Regions from separate parts of the Rattus norvegicus genome. Here region 1 is linked to region 2. A link is a contact called in public Hi-C data. All regions are on one chromosome and are shown on one strand. The core of a region is the stretch at or near the end of the contact, and the rest is flanking DNA. Distances in the headings are between cores, read along the strand shown. Region 1 holds the start of Igsf21 (immunoglobin superfamily, member 21). Region 2 overlaps Igsf21 (immunoglobin superfamily, member 21).

What was found. Hi-C and Micro-C count contacts between places; a contact is called where the count stands out from the background.
Region 1: a Hi-C map of prefrontal cortex shows a contact between it and region 2, with 2.8 times the contacts expected there. The contact joins the promoter of Igsf21 here to the enhancer-like site in region 2. A contact is called at or near these places in 1 of 12 Hi-C or Micro-C datasets (prefrontal cortex) and 1 of 1 datasets of contacts at active chromatin or transcription factors (oligodendrocytes).

What each region holds. Positions count from the first base shown.
Region 1 is chr5:157,793,640-157,796,566 of GRCr8, reverse strand. Igsf21 (immunoglobin superfamily, member 21) reads left to right here and starts at 1,277. Exons shown (of 10, transcript NM_001271454.2): 1 at 1,277-1,798. The coding sequence starts at 1,729.
Region 2 is chr5:157,698,411-157,701,416 of GRCr8, reverse strand. All of the region lies in intron 2 of Igsf21 (immunoglobin superfamily, member 21), which reads left to right. Among named protein-coding and RNA genes, the nearest start is that of Igsf21, 95 kb to the left of the region's middle. Within about 2 kb of position 1,431, at least 44 of the 93 cell types and tissues checked have an H3K27ac peak or open chromatin away from gene starts, as enhancers often do. A contact at or near this core is called in prefrontal cortex, where this site is marked.

The DNA of each region.
Region 1 (2,927 bases), core at 28-2,527, 95 kb before region 2:
TACTGAGAGGATCATTCTAAAGCCTGTCAGGTGAACGTATTCGCTCAGATCTAAATAAATGCAAATCGCTCTTCCCCTGGAGCTGGGAGGCTGGGCACGCCTGAGCTGCAGCTAGCTGCTTTGAAAGGCCGAGTGCCACCAAGGCTGTAGAGGGTAAAGGAGGGGAGTGGGTCACTCCGTGGGGTATCCTGGCACAAGTCTCTCCCAGCAGCACCTGCCAAGCCATTACTCACTACCCACCCCTCTCACACGGAGTGGAGCGAGTGAGCCTGGCAATGTACCCATTGCCCATCTGAATAAACTGAGCAACAAGGACGCAGCAGCTTAGTGAAGCTGGGTGAGCTGGGACTTCTTGGGAGAGTGTAGCATCAGATCTGGGTCCTGGTTTGGGGGCTCAGATTCACTCACTGGTTCTGTTGTTCATTCTGGACCTTGTCAGTCTAACTTCTGGTCCCTTGTGTAGCTCCACCACCACCAGCAGCAGCAGCAGCCCCCCCACCCCGACTCCAAGAGCTAGGAGCACCTGCCTCCTCCTCACGTGGGAGATCCCAGAGTCCAGGGTCAATGCTGTGTGTGTGTGTGTGTGTGTGTGTGTGTGTGTGTGTGTGTGTGCATCAAAGCAATGATCTGACACAAGTTTCAACCCACCCCGATTCTTAGGTGGAGGAGCTCAGGTGTCAGGCCTGATTTAAAAAAAAAAAAAGGTGACATCTTGGTCTCTGACCGAAGAAAAAGTCCATCCCTCCCTTGCCGGGTCCTGCATGCACGCACAATGCAGCTGTACTGCGCGGGGTGCGGGGTGGAGAGTAGCCTTCATTTATGGAACACTAAAGCCCTGAAGCCCCTAAGGAAGACGTTCATAGGTGTCAAAGCCAGCCCTGAGGACCTACATCCCTCCGGGCAAAGCACCTCTCTCCTGGAGGGAGGAAGGGTGCTAGCATTCACCAAGCCGAGGAAAGGGGCGTCCAGGGACACTGCCAGGTGGAAGGGGGGGTGTGATTCGGGTGGAGCGAAGCTTGGTGTGTGTGTATGAGAGGATGCGGCTCACAAGCAAGCAGTTGTGATGCGATGGAAGGGGGGGGGCAGAGGGTAGAAGCCGAGGGGGAGGGGGCGAGTTCTCCTCTCTGCAATAAATCGGCTTAGCGGACGAGAGCCGAACAGCCCAGAACGGATTAAAGAAAAGTCTGTAGAATACGGCAGCGAGCGCGGTGCGGGGGGCGGGGGGACGGGGGCGGGGCGGCAGGGAAGGAGGGAGAGGAGGGGGCTCGAGAAGAGCGAGCGCGGGGCAGAGCGCGGCGGCGCGGGCAGAGCTTCGGCTCCAAACTCCGCCGCTGCCGCCACGGATCCGACTCCGGCCGCCGTGGGCGCCAGGAGCAGCCGACCAGCCGAGAGCAGCTGCGCTCCCCAGCCAGGTCCTGTGCAGCCCAGAGCAGCCAGTGTGTCTGGTGCAGCCCGGAGCATCCTAGTACAGCTCAGAGTAGCCTGGTGGTGTATCCCGGAGCATCCCGGTACAGCCCAGAGCAGCCCCGGGTAGCCTGGCGGCCCGACCACGGTAGCATGAGGACGTCCCCGCGGCGCCCCTCGCTGCCCGTCACCGCCACGGCCGGCGGCCCGGGTCATAAGCGCTTCTGAGCCCATGGCGAGGGGACCCACCGTCGCCACCGCGATCGCCGCCGCCGCCGCCGCCGCCGCCGCCGCCTCGGCCAGCGCCGTCAGCTCCTGGGCACCATGCGAGCTGCTCCAAGCCTCCGCCGCGCCTCCTGCCTGCTGCTCGCCGCGATCCTGGACCTGGCGCGCGGTGAGTGTGCGGTCGCCTGCGGGAGCCCGGGGCCGGGGGACGCGCGCAGGGACCGAGAAGGGCGCGAGCCCCGGTGGCTCTGGGAGTCTCAGGCACAGTTCAGGAGGGTTTCCGTGCAGCGAAGCTTGGCAGGAGAAGATAGCTCTTTTGGAGAAAGCCCTCGTGGGTCTGTGCCAGTGTGTGTGTGTGTGTGTGTGTGTGTGTGTGTGTGTGTGTGTGTCTTTGTTGGGTCTGTGAGTGTCCGAGAATCAGCTGTGTGTGGAGAGGGCACGGGAGTACATGTAGATGTGGTTGTGTGATGGTGTGTGGGGTCTGTATGTGTGAGAGGTAACATCGAGTCCAGATCAGTTACATGGAAGGGTGAGAGAGAAAGTCTGAGTGTTTGGGGGTGTGAACTCCTTCATGAGGGTAAGTGTGTGAGCGACGCTGCATGTGTGAGCCTGTTAAGGAAGTCTGAGGTGTGGCAGTTCACGCCGATCCCGGTTTGCTTGCTGTTCTCTAGAGGGCTGTGTGACAGTCGGTGACTGTATTTCTGTTATATCTGCGCAGGAGTGTACCTACCTACACGTGGAAGCACGGTACTTCAGGTCCTGTAAGCTTTTGGTCTGGGAGCAGGTGCAGATCAAGGGAACTTGAGTGTCTGGTGGGCAGGGAACTGTGATCACATCTGGGGCTGGAGGGGGTCCAACAGCATGGCTCGCGTCTGTGTGTGTGTGTGTCCTGCATAGGCTTGGTCATGGGCTAGGCTGGACCACATGGAAGGAAACTGAAGCTCAAAGGGTTGCCCAGAGCCAGCAGTGCGGGGCAGTTCTAGTGTGCCTGGTTGGGGCTGCCTGGGGGGAAGGGGCATCCTGCCCACCGCCGCCCTCTGGTGGGCCTTAAATGCTGTGGAAGTCGAACTTGACGCCCCAGTGCTTTCCCGGCAGGGAACAGGGGACAGATGCCAGCCCAGCGGGGCGGAGGCAGGGCCAACAGAGTCATAGGTGGGGATTCCAGACCGCCCGCATTGGCCAGAGGGGGCGGGGGCCTCCTTCTCCAGGTCAAGTCACAACCGACCAAGGGTGTTGAAATGAGAGCAGGGCTACCCTGGGAGGTGGGACAGTGTGAAAAAGTAGACATTGTCTCCATT
Region 2 (3,006 bases), core at 182-2,681:
ACCCTTGAATTTCTGGTCTTTGATTTGCCGTTGGCTGACAAGTCTTGTGTCATTGTTGGCTATGGCTGTGTTCCTTTTAACCCAAACCTGTCCTCTGTCTCAGTATAATAACCCTGCCAAGTTGGAACCAGCTCTGGTGTCTTCCACCCATGCCCTACAGACCTACACACTTGATTGAGCCCACGGTACCCAGTCAAGGCCAGCAGGACAACTTGCCATGGGTTGTGTTGTCTGTGGGCTCACAGGCTATGAGGGCTGCTTGGCTGTCACAGACTGTAAACGGTGAGAGACTGGGACAAACGTACCCAGATTCTGGCTGATACTGGAGTCACGTCCCACACTCCCTCATTCCTGGGTGGAATCAGAGGGAGGTAACCATGGTCCGATAGGAACTGTCCTTGGTGGGATAGAATTAGAAATGGTAAGAGACCACAGGCCCCAAAGCGCTCCATTGCCCCCAGCAGTCATCATGCTGGGGGAGATGACGGTTCTTCTGAGGAGACAGCTTCCAGAAGAGAGACAATACCAGGCCAGGCTGGGGCCATCCATGAAAGTGTCCCTGTGGCTCTCTAAACTAGAGGCATAGTCTGTCATGAGCTTTTTTTAGCTGGATAACAGAGTCCATCTTCCTTCTGCCTAGCCAAGTCTACCTTCCCCACCCCCTACCCCCCACACACTGACAGCTTAAAGCATTGGTTACATCTCTGACAAGTGTCAAGCCCTCTGTATGGGGCTATGGTAGGCTACATTAATTTATTTTATTTCATTTCACATCCTTTGACTGAAGGCCTCTGGAGTGGGGGGTATGCAGATGTATGCAAATCATATGCAAATTGACCACCAGAGCCAAATGCCCGGCTCTTTTAATTCTGTAGCTGGACTGGGTGGTGGCTGGCTGTCTGGTTGCTCTCCTTGGGACCAGAGGAGCCCTTGTGCTCTGCCTGTGATGGGGAGGAGGGGTGCAGGGAGGGAAGGAAATTCCAGGAAAGAGGCTCCATGCTGCCAGCTTTCTTTCCCTCCGATTGTTGCTGTTCTGGTCTCTTTTCCCTCAGAGCCAGCTGAAGAGAGAGAGATAAGAACTGACCTACTCAGGTAGAGGCTGCAGGATTTGGGGCTGGGCAGAATTTCTAGAGGGTATGGGAGAGGCAACCAGGATAGCCCCAACCTCCTCCAGTGGATGTCCCCCACTACCAGCCCAGCCCCTCAGCCTGCCTCATCACCTCCCTTCCAGAAGTCTGGCCACAAACAGCAAACTGCCCAGTGCCTTTTGTCTCCAGGCCCCTGTTACTCCCCTTCTCCTTCCTCCCCCAGCTCCTGAATGAATTTACAGAGCCTGGCTTGGAACAAGATGAATAGATCCCACAGGCCCAGCCAGGCCTAGGCCTCCAATTGCTTCAGAAGGGAAAAGCAGAGACATTGTGAGGCTACCACTGCCCTGCTCGCTCAGCCCAGAGGGCACACATCAGTCCATGCCTGTGCTGAGCCTTGTGCCTCTGCTCTGCTCTAGAAAATTGTCCAAGTAGTAGACATCAGAGTTTTTCCAAGGCAAAGAAGCCTGAGTGAGTAGCTTGGTGGTAGAGTGCTTGCCTAGCATGCGCAAGGTCTTGGGTTCAATTCCCAGCACCGGAGAGACAGACAGAGAGACAGAGAGAGACAGAGAGACAGAGACAGAGAGACAGAGGGAGAGACAGAGAGAGACAGAGACAGAAAGACAGAGACAGAGAGACACACAGAGAGAGACAGAGAGACAGAGACAGACAGAGACTTTCCAAAGCATAGAGAGTAGATTGGTTCTTCAAAGAGACTGGGGAGCCAATAATAGTACTGACCTCTGGCTTGACTTCTGGGGATGCCTAGAGAGAAGAAGGTGATGGAGAAGTGGCCTGAACTTAGACGCCTTTTCTGGGGTCTGGCTAATAGGGAAAGAATTCAGGCCAGTTTGGTGACAGTGACAAAAACTATTGGATAGTTTTAAGAGAACAGACATGATCAGAGCCAATCCCATGCCAATCCATGTGGCTGCCACTGGTCACACATGGCTATTCTGATTTAAATTAAAGGGAAAATGCTTTCCCCATTCACTCAGACAAGTCATTTCCAGCACTCTCCACACAGGACTGGTGGCATCAGATTGCAACAGAACAGACATAGGACACTCCCATCTCTGCGGGGGTCTGTCAGAACCCAGAGTGCCTCTGATGTTCAGACCTCCTCTTCACCAGAGCCTCTAGAATATGCTGTGCTTGCCTGTCGAAGGGACGGGACAGCACTGGCTATTCTAGGAGTCATTTCCTGGCAAACTCTTGCCACGGTGAGTTCCAGCAAAGTGAATTGTATTGATTTTATGAGCTATCATCATTACAGCATGTGTGTTTGTGGTGAGGGAGGGTGGAAAGAAGGAAGCTGTTATCCCTCTTAAAATACAATTGAAAACATAGAGCCAAGGGACTGATCAAGCCTGGAGTCTTGGGTATTGTGGTCTCTGTCAAGGTCCTATGTGATCTAATGACGCCTTACATCTCCAAGGGACTTTCCCACCATTGCATGGGTTTATCGTCTAGACTGGAGTCCTCGGGTCTCCATCTTTCTTTTCTGCAGTAGCTAACAGGCTAGAGGTGCAGTTCCACACATGGCCAGTAGGAGCAGCACTCTGACATCCCATCTACCTTAGGGCTCAAGGAAGAACTCCAGACGAACGTTACACAGTAAACGTCACTTTGTCCTTCCAGTCCACTGGGGTCGTGTTCAGAAATGAGACGAATGCCAACCTGAGTGGCTGGCATTAGTGTGACATTCCGTGGAGTTGAGGACGGGGTCAAGGGCTTCACACTTCAATTTCATGCTGTCGCTGTGAGACAAATAATACTGTGAATTCTGCTTTTCAAAGGAGGTAACCGTGGCCATTTAAAATACCGGGTCTCGGGCCCTCTTGTACCTTCCAACTTCTCCAGAAAATTCTAGACACCTCCTCCGGGCACCTCCAGCATAAAGATGTATCTCCTGTAA